2 separate regions of the Pan troglodytes genome follow, and region 1 is linked to region 2. The links are chromatin contacts, called in public Hi-C maps. All regions are on one chromosome and are shown on one strand. Each heading gives the region's core, a stretch centred on a gene start, on an enhancer-like site or on the middle of the called end of the contact. The rest is flanking DNA. Distances are from core to core; before and after follow the strand shown.

Evidence for each region. Hi-C and Micro-C count contacts between places; a contact is called where the count stands out from the background.
Region 1: a Hi-C map of stem cell-derived neural progenitor cells shows a contact between it and region 2, with 2.5 times the contacts expected there. The contact joins two enhancer-like sites. A contact is called at or near these places in 2 of 7 Hi-C or Micro-C datasets (blood and stem cell-derived neural progenitor cells) and 1 of 1 other capture datasets (stem cell-derived neural stem cells).

Annotation. Positions count from the first base shown.
Region 1 is chr12:58,658,536-58,663,396 of NHGRI_mPanTro3-v2.0_pri, reverse strand. All of the region lies in intron 3 of LOC134807899 (a long non-coding RNA gene), which reads right to left. Among named protein-coding and RNA genes, the nearest start is that of VPS54, 46 kb to the left of the region's middle. Within about 2 kb of position 1,861, at least 7 of the 24 cell types and tissues checked have an H3K27ac peak or open chromatin away from gene starts, as enhancers often do. A contact at or near this core is called in stem cell-derived neural progenitor cells and stem cell-derived neural stem cells, where this site is marked.
Region 2 is chr12:58,407,383-58,412,462 of NHGRI_mPanTro3-v2.0_pri, reverse strand. No RefSeq gene overlaps it. Among named protein-coding and RNA genes, the nearest start is that of LGALSL, 140 kb to the right of the region's middle. Within about 2 kb of position 1,767, at least 18 of the 24 cell types and tissues checked have an H3K27ac peak or open chromatin away from gene starts, as enhancers often do. A contact at or near this core is called in stem cell-derived neural progenitor cells and stem cell-derived neural stem cells, where this site is marked.

The DNA of each region.
Region 1 (4,861 bases), core at 612-3,111, 250 kb before region 2:
CAGTTCACTGCAGCCTCAACTTCCTGGGCTCAAGCAATCATCTCACCTCAGCCTCCCAGAGAGCTGGGACTACAAATGTGTGCCACCACACCTAGCTAATTTTTTGTAGAAATGGGGTTTTGCCATGTTGCTCAGGCTGGTCTTGAACTCCTGGGCTTAAGCAATCTTCTTGTCTTGGCCTCCAAAAGTGCTGGGATTACAGGTGTGAGCCACCATGCCCAGCACCCAGGGCAGAATTTTAAAGTCCTTGCTTCAGTGTTTGTACAGCTGTTCGGGACTTTCCAGTGTATCAGTTATTCAAATTTTAAAGCACCTATCAAAGAGAGCTTAGTTTTCAGTCTCGAAAGTCCAAGAAATACCTAAAGATTGTTGGTGGTTATTTTATAGCACACCCAAAAAAATCTTTCACATTGTCTCTCTTTAGACCACTTGCCTCTGATCAGGCCTGCCTCCTCAGCCACACTTCAAATGAAAGAAATCAAGTAAACAACTTTTAGCAATCAGGGGACCCTAAAATAGCAGGTGATCTGCAGCAGGTGAAGCACACACCAACATACATGCAAATCAGTCAAATTTTGTACCTGGCAAATAAGGCTAACAATTTATATTTTGACTGACTTGATTATTTGAAAAAACTGCTTTTCTGTGACATAAATATAGATGTTAGTTCTGTCTTGCAGCTAAGTATCTCACGAGAAAGCCACATTAACCTTAATGATTTCCTGACGTGGAAATTAATATTCCCTAGCAAAGAAATAAAATGGTATCCACTGGTGCTTGTGGAGTTAAAAAATACTGTCTTCCTCCTTCCCTCCCCTGGTTGACATTAGTTGGTTTCAGTCCACAAATATTTACTGAGTGTTAACAATGTGCCAGGCAACTGTTTAATGCTAGAAATACAGTGCTGAAAAAGACAAAACAAGTCCCTGTTTAAGGCAGTTGCATTCTAAGGGAAGGGGGATATGCAATAAACATGTAAACAAACAAATAAATAATACAATTTCAGGAACTAAGGACTATGAAGAAAATAAAGCGGAGTACTATGGTAGTTGGTACCTGGGGTGTGGTGTGGCTGCTCAGTGACATCTGAGTTGAGACCTGAAGGCTGTGAAGGAGGCAGCAGTGTGAGCATCCAGAGAAGAGCTCTGCTAGCAAAGAAACAGTAAGTGCAAAGGACCTGAGATAGAAACAAGCCTTGTGTACCGTGTACTTGAAGGCAACAAGATGGGCAGTGTGGTTAGAGGCAAGTAGTTAGAGGGAAAGCTTGGAAGGAGATAAGGCTGAACAGGAGCCAGGATGAAAGAAGCAGAGCCGGATCAGAGTGATGACAAGCTGGAGGAGGAGTTAAAGAAAGGAAGCTGGGAAGTGGTGTGATCTCATTTGTATTTAATCTGGCTACTTTGTGGAGAATGGATTGTAGGAGGTCAAACACGGAAGTGGGGAGATCTGGGAGGAGCCTATGGCAGAAGTCCGGGTGACAGACACTGGCAGCTTGGCCTAGGGTTTCATCAACAGGCCACTACCAGCTCATACGGTGCCTTTGTGAAAATTAGAAAAAGGCTCCTCTTTCCATTAGATGCCCTGATTGCAGATGGATTAAATGTGAGGTGTGAAGAAAAGAGAGGAATCCAGAATGACTCAAGTTTGCACCTCAATAATTGGCTGGAGAGTTATGGAATCAGTAGTTCAATTCTGATCATGTTCACTTTCAGGACCGTGAAATTTTCCCATGCAGCGGGTGCACCCCCTGTTACAATGTGAAAACTCAGTAGCATTTGCCACACTGACGTTGGTTTCCTTTCAGCTGGCTCTGGGAACCTTATGCTGATGTAATGGAGATAACCTTTGTGAGACATCAAATCAGTATATTTGCCTGCCCAGTAAGTCTTTGTCTCCATGGCTTCCCCCTTGAGTCAATGGCATGCATTGAGTCACAGGGAGAAAAAAAAACCCAGCCAAGATCGGATAAGTCATCCATTAGCTTAGAATTTCAAAATAGGATTAATTCATAGCAAGACAATAGTTTGAAATCAAGGGCTTTGAGTGTCAAAAACCAGACATTGTTGAAAGAAAAAAATGTATTTGTATACGCTAGTGAGGCAGAACTTGGAAAAGTGCCCCGAACAGATCACAGATACAGCCGAGAAGAACACAGGATATGATGTCAGAGCCACTTTCTCATGACTGGAAGGGAAGATAAAAGCAGCAGGCAGAGGCCGGGTGCAGTGGTTCACGCCTGTAATCCCAGCACTTGGGGAGGCCAAGGTGGGCGGATCATGAGGTCAGGAGATCGAGACCATCCTGGCTAACATGGTGAAACCCCATCTGTACTAAAAATACAAAAAATTAGCTGGGCGTGGTGGCGGGCACCTGTAATCCCAGCTACTTGGGAAGCTGAGGCAGGTGAATCGCTTTAATCTGGGTGGCGGAGGTTGCAATGAGCTGAGATCGCGTCACTGCACTCCAGCCTGGGCAACAGCGCGAGACTCTGTCCCCCCCAAAAAAAAAAAAAAAAAAAGCAGCAGGCAGGAAGTTGGGACATTCAGAGAGTACCAGCACAGGGTTGCCCCAGATGAGTGGAGGGTGCACTAAAGAAGGGGAGGCATGTATCCTGCTTTCTGTTTGGAACCGGGGTAACTACAGAGAAGTAGAAATGCTATGATTAGGCACAACAGGCTTGAGATAGTGATTTCTGTTCTTTGGGGTCATGCATGGTCTTTAGGAGATCCAGTGGTAGAATGATAAAGGCTAATGGGATGAATGGGCTGGAAGAGGCCTGGCCCTTGGGCCAAGAAGGTGTGAGGCTTATGGTCCTTGCCACTGAGAGCCATGGCAGGGGCCGTGGCTGTCAGTAGTGGAAATGGTTCTAGGCCCAAAAGCCGGAGATAATTTCCTCATCAAGGGAGGCCGGGAGAGCCTGGATGATGGCAGACAGACTTGCTCTGCCAGTTTTTCAAGACCCGAATGACATCTTAAGAAAGAGAAGTGGGAGAGGAGAACGGTTGGATCAGGGAGAAACCTTGAAAGATTAAGTGAGTTTCCAAGGAAAACTGTTTTAAACGTAAAGAGACTGTGTTACCTTTAATTGGCAAGATCAAGTGTTTCCACCTACGTTAGGAATGGGGGCTTTCCAGCAAGAAATCATTATCGACAATGAAGTTGCTTTTTTTTGTAAATCTAGTTTTTAGTGAGTACATTTAAACCCTGCTACATTAGGAAGGTCTGTATTGCTACCAAATAAAGAGAACTCAGCTTGACATACCCCTGCCTCTAATGGAGAGAGGGGGAGGAAGGAGAGGGAGGGGAAAGATTGAGTCTGTCAACAGTAGTTACCTCCAGGGAAGATAACTGAGGGACAGAGAAGGAAGAAAAACCTATTTCTCATGGAGCGTTTTCTGTACCTTTTGCATTTTTTCCATATGCATGCATGAACTATTCAAAAATAAATTAAAAGGGGAAAAATAAGTTTCTGAAATGAGAAAAATGCAGATGCACAGAATGTGATATTCAGTGCTTGGCAATTAACCTTAAATAGTTTTCATCTCACCAGAATCTTTGAGCCACTTCTCCTCAGTGTACCTTGTGGTTATTCCCTTCATTTATGTAGGTGTTGGGTAAGCTGTCTGTCTTGCCTTTCCAGCGAGCCCATGACCCATTTGTGCGTGGTACTCCAAACACTGTACCACCGACCCTACAGGACGCGGCCCATCCCTTTTACAGGGGAAAACAATCCCACTGACCCATTTGGTCTTGCCCTTCATCCTGGATTGAGGTGTGGGAAGGATTAATAAGGGTTTTTTGTTCTCACCCTGGTTATTTCCACCCCATTGGCATCACATAACAATGGGGAAGCAGTGAAAAGAACTTAGGTGCTGGAATCAAATTTGCTAGGGCTTACCTCTGCCAGCTACTAGCTTTAGGTACTTGGGTGGGTCTCAAGTTTCTTCTTCTATACATTGGAGTAATACAAACCTCATTGGGTTATCACAACACAATACTAGAACTGTTCTGATTACCCCAACCCCCAGTCTAAGGGACCAGACTAATTTTTGTAAAATCTTGCATCCAGCCAAACTTAGCATACCTATTGTCCCTGTATTCCTCAGTTTCCACCCAAGACATAAGCCTCTTCATTCATCTGTTGTATCCCTTACTCTCATTTATATCCTTCCCCGTATTTCACTCCCTTGACTCAACCTCCCTCTGCTTCCCTCTTTTAAGTAGTATGTTTTCATTTGCAGGCTACAGGAAACTCAAGTCTAACTGGTTTAAACATTAAGGGCATTTACTGACTCAAGTAACTGAAAATTCAGCAGTGGCAAAGGCCTTGGGTTACCTGCCAGACAGACATACCAAGGGCCTTGTTTCTTCTGTTTCTCTACTCTCGCACCCTCAACGTGAGCTTCATTCTGGGATTGGCTCCCCTCGTGGTTATACAGGCTGGAGGTCAGCAGCAACTGAGCCTGCATGCTTCTGCATTAAGTCCAGAGGAACTGAGGAGTGAGTCTTTAACCATCAAACAAAAATCCTGGCCTTTCATTAATTAGAACAACCTGAACCAATCATGGTAACTAGGGGAATGCCATGTGCTAATTTGCTTAGCTCTGAACTAAGTTATCCATTTTTGAGCCAATTACAGTGACAAGGGAGTTGAGATTATGATGACTGATTTAGATCAGAGGTTCTCAACTGGGAGCAGCACTGCCTCCTTCAGAGTATTTGGAAATGTTGCTCTGACTGGGAGTACCACTGGCTTTTACTGGAAGAGGGATGGGGGAGGGGAGATACAGGACAGTCGTGTGGAATTTTGGCCTGCCAAAAATGCCAATAGTGCCTCTATGAAGAAACACTGACCTAAAAC
Region 2 (5,080 bases), core at 518-3,017:
TTGCTGGATTTCCAGGAACCAAGGAAGCAGAGGCAGCTGCTGGGATTGCGATGCATCGACCTTTCACCTGCGACCCACAGGTGAGAGAACTCAGTGATGATGAAGGGGAGGGAGTTGCTGAGGAAGGTTGAACTTTAATAGCAGTTAAGTCCTGAGAAGGCCCACCCTGGAGCTTTCTTGCACCTTTCTCTAGTTCTCCTTCCCTTCCTCCAACCCTGGGGCACTATAGTCAGCAGCTGAAGGGAGGAGAGGGCAAGGAGAGTCAGTCACACCCGCCCCACGCCCATAGTAGGCCTGAGCTGGGAGAAAGATGAGGACTCTAAATCCAGTTTTGAGTTTTTGTTATTCCACAGGACTGGACATTTGATTTCTGAAAGGAGATTACATCTCATGGCTTCAGTGACTGTAGGACTCTTTTAGATTAGAGGGACCAGAAAAGTCAGAGTCTGCCAGAATTTCCTCCCACAGCGCGCCTTCAAGGGGATCCTGGAAGACCACACAAAGCTTCTGTGTTCTCCCAGCACGGGATAGCCGGACATGAGCAAGTCCAAGCCTGCCCCTGCCCTGGAGATGGGGCAATGAGGGCAGAGAGTCCACTGAGGGCAGGCTTGGGTGTGGAGCACCTTCAGAGAGGGGCCCTTCCCTAGAGACAGGGCAGGAAACCAGGCTCACTCTTTGGCACCCAGGAGTCTGGGGAGTGAGGGTGACGACAGCGACAGCGGAGAGGCTCCCGGCAGGATGGGGCCTGAGGAAGCCAGTGCATCTGCAAAGGCCTGCAGGTCAGGCCCAGCTCTCAGGGGCCCCGCCAGGGGAACCTCCTCCAGCAGATAACTTGAATGGAGGGCAGGCCAGACACCGAGGGAAGTTAGCCCAGTGAGGCGGCCCTTGTGCCCCAGGCTCAGGGAAGGAAGGTGAGTTCAGAATCAGAATCAAAAGACGGTGTAATTAGAAGCTGCAAGTAGATACACATGAGGGCGTAATACCTGCCGTCACGCAGCTGAGAGCGCTCGGGGCACTCTGGAAGAAAGCGCAAATTCAAAGTAATATTATCATCTTAATTATAATTAGAACCTGCAAGTGGAGTCTTGAAAGGCATTTATAGCATATCCTTACTTGTTTAGGTCAGCTTCCCAGAAAGAGGGGGAAAAATAGACTTGGACTTTTTTAATTTAGGCAAGAAATAGATCGGCCCATGCGTCAGGGCTGCTGTCTAGAGCCCCCTATGTGAGGGACGTCTTTTGGGGCTCAGTTTATTAAAGCTCTGCCTAGAGCCTAAAAGCTCAATATGGCAGAAAATAGGCTTTTTTTTTTTTTTTTTTTTGTAAGCTTTAGAGGGCTGCAAGCCAATTGGAAGCTTCCACCCGCTGTGAAGTAGTGAGACTGGTAAAATAGCTAGTAAATTACCCCTGACTCAGGGCCCATTGAGTGATAGGTCTGCAAAGCAGAGCACGAGGGGAGGACGGCCAACAAATATCCGGGGGAACCCCAGTTGTTCCTGGTTATCCCTTGGCTGATTGTCTGGACTGAGGATAATTCAGACTTGCTAAGCTTTTTCCTCTCACTTTCTACCCCTCTTAGAGGACAGGAGGCATCAGACAGGGGCCCGAGGGAGAAATGCTACCCCTTATTTAGCTGTTGGGGGAAGCTCTGGTGAAAACCCCATGAAAGCAAGTTGGGGCTGATGGTCACAATGAGGTCTCTGCTTCTGTGGAATTCAGCCGCCCACGCTGCTCCCGTGCCCGGTCCCTGTGAACAATCCAGAAACAGCTGTGATTGGCAGAGCCACTGAAACCAGAGCTTCGTAGACGGGAGGAAAACAATCACGCCACTGTGTGGTGCAACTGGGTTTGCAGGCTCCCTGACAGATGAAGACAAATGTTGCATAACAGCTTATGAAAAATTGGCTTAAAAAAACTCTGCATACCTGGGTCGTAGTCAATGAGAACTAATGTAGGTGCTTCTATCCCATCTCCTATTCCCAAAATTTAGGCACCCAATCTCCCTTGGTTTCCAAGGGCCCCTTTCATGCCCAGCTCTGCCCTGTCTCATGCTCGAAACCCATTTCTTGATCCCCTTTCCCTTCTCCACTCAGCTCCTACGTTCCAAACTTACCTCCCCTTAGACCAATTCCTTAAGGATTCTGATAGTTTGACAATCAGCAGTTTGGGACTAACATATCTCCTCTTCCAGATAACATTGGATCCTACCTGGAGCTTCACGGAGTTGTGCCCTCATCTAAAAGGAGGCTGTGGGGAATGTTTGAGGCACCGCCTGGCCCCGGGGGGAGACAGTTCAGTGTAGGGCGTCTCTCAACAGCACCAGATGCATACAAGTCTGAAGTCTTGGAGCATCAGGACTTTTTTTTTTTTTTTTCAATTTTGCTCTGAGCTTTTTGGCGACTATCCTTGCTCAAATAAGTTTTTCTCTAAGTTTCTAATTCATAGGTTTGTCATGATTCACATTTAAAACAAACAAATTTTAATCATTCCCACCTCCCCTCCCCCCCCGCCCTTAAGTGTTGTAGCAGCTTTTCCCCTGGGTGGAAAGAAACCTGGAGTCTGTTCCAAAAACTTTGGAAAAGGAAGCCCTGATCTCTCCAATGCTCACTATATACTTTCCATGCACGGGAGTGGTTTACTGTAGCAAAGAGTATTTTGTTACGCCTTCTGGGTAATTTTGTGCAAAAATTTACGATGTCAAGGGAACATGGTTATTAGGAGCAAACCGTACAACTCCTTATCTGTTTCTCCACAGGCGCTAGCCATGGGGTTCAGAGCCAAGTGCCAGCTCTTCCTGCTAAAAATGTTCTCAATTTGGTCTCCGCCAGCAGTGAGGACAGCAGTGTGAATGTGTGAATTCTTGCTCCAAACTGGCTAGAACCACGTTTTGTAAATGTCATTTCTTGGGATGCTGTTTTATCTGAGAAATCACATTTCACCAGCAGCACTGAAACTAGCTGATGATGCCATAATAAGTTCTGACTCCTGCAGGGAGAAGCTCTTTGAGGCCCTTTTTCAATACAGCTGACATGTTTTTCATTTAAGAGCCTTTTTAGGACAAGTTTAAACTCTCACATCACTCTATAAATCTTATGAAATGAAAATCAAATTCAGTACAGTTACAAGCTGTTCAATTCTATCTCCTTTATAACATTTATAACTAATATAACAGAAAATTTAAAAACCCTCTTTCGTGCTTTCTACCAAGGCGGCAATATGGACTCAATATACACAAAATGTAGAACTGAAAATGAATTACATGTTTAAAATACAGATTTTTACACAACAAGACAACAGTCCTGGACCTCCTCCTCCTTAAACATTAATGTCATAATCGCCAAAGCATTTTTGGTCATGCAAAGTCTCTGTCAGATAAACCTCAAATTCACAATTCCAAGATAAGAGACACTGCCTCAAAATGGAAGAAAATGTCTTCTTCTAGAATCATTAGGTATATTATTTTACTTGGTAGGTTACTTGAAGCCGGCAGTTAAACTGGTCCCTAGATATTTATTAACCTAAGAAAAGACACGGGAAAATGTACTTCATACAGTCTTCAAGCAGATACTCCACTGTTTTAAAATGAATTTCATTAAGGCTTATACTCAATACACCTACTATACATGTGTATTTAAAATATAGTTTTTCCACTAATTGCAAGATTTAGTGAAAATGTGGCTTTGGCAGGCAATGAATAATACGTATGCTACATATTCAGTAAAGTTAAAGTTGGGGTTGAAAATAACCATTTATTTATTGTTCAGATTACAATAAAATCTTGTTTGCCTGGAACTCAGGCTACTAGGAATATCAAATAAGAGAAATGTTTTGGAAATGTTCTGCTTTTACAGTTGTTAGGATGTGACTAGTAACTAAGTTGATAAAGAGGTGTATGTAACTAATAAAAGCAAAAACTTCTAGGTTGCACATTAATAGCTGTGTAGCTTCACCCCAGGCTCTTCGCCATTTGAGGATATAGTCCTCTGTGCAGTTTCATGCTCATGGGAAGACCCTGGATGGTTCTGAAGGGTTGTGTGCACCCAGTGCCTAAGTACAACGCCCCCAGAGCAAAGAGGTAGAAAATGGTAGTGGCTAAGTATGTGGACTCCAATGCCAGTCAGTCTGAGTTCAAAGCCCAACCATACCACGTACTCACTGTGTGACTTTAGGCCAAACTGTCAACCTCTTTAGCCTCAGTTTCCTTATTATGTAAATAAAGTTATATCATTGGATTGTGAAGACTATACTAGTGTAGAGTGTCTAGCAGCACGCAGGCACATAGAAGGCACTCAATAAATGTGAAGATTTTTATTCCCAAATGATCCTTTTCCAATGGGTCCCAAGCTTCAGTCTGTATCTTAGTTTGACTAGAGATGTGATAGAACCATATTCAGGAGAATTACCAAGGAAACACCTGTCATCTTTCTATTACCCCAGGTGTAGCTCCTAAAATTCCATCACTTGAACAAGTGTAAACAGAGAATATATTTGGACATTAAACATAGTGTTACTATTAGCAGAAACAACATCTAACACCTTTCTGAAAGTGTTCCATGTTCTGTCTCAGGAGCCAGTTGGGATATGGGATTCTGGCCCATCTAAAACCCAGAATTCCCAAACGCCTGTTCTGAATGTCTCCAACCACCAGGATCACCAATCCACTTTGGCCCTCTACCAACTACAGATTTTCTCACTCCTCCTAATGATTGCGTACTCTTGATTTAAGAGGAGCAGTTCTCCTTTAATCCAAGCCAAGTTAGAGAAAGCATGAAAGAAACATTCACTTCTCTTCCCAACTTGGCTGTCAGGTTTTTGGGAGTTGGCCAGGAGGAAAGATGGTCCCATGAGGAACTGCAAAACCAAGTGTCAACTGCCTGGATGCCGCAGGCCATACACACTTCTGGGGTAATGCTTTTCTCTAACATTGAAGTGAAGTGGCGGGAACCCCCATCCCACATTTGGTGGAAGCCAGCATGTCTCTTCCCGCAAAGCTTGCTGGAACTCTTGAGGACCTTCCCGTTCTCCTAGTCTCCTCTTGCTCAGATTTCTCCATTCCTCTGCACTCCTGAGTGAACCCCGTG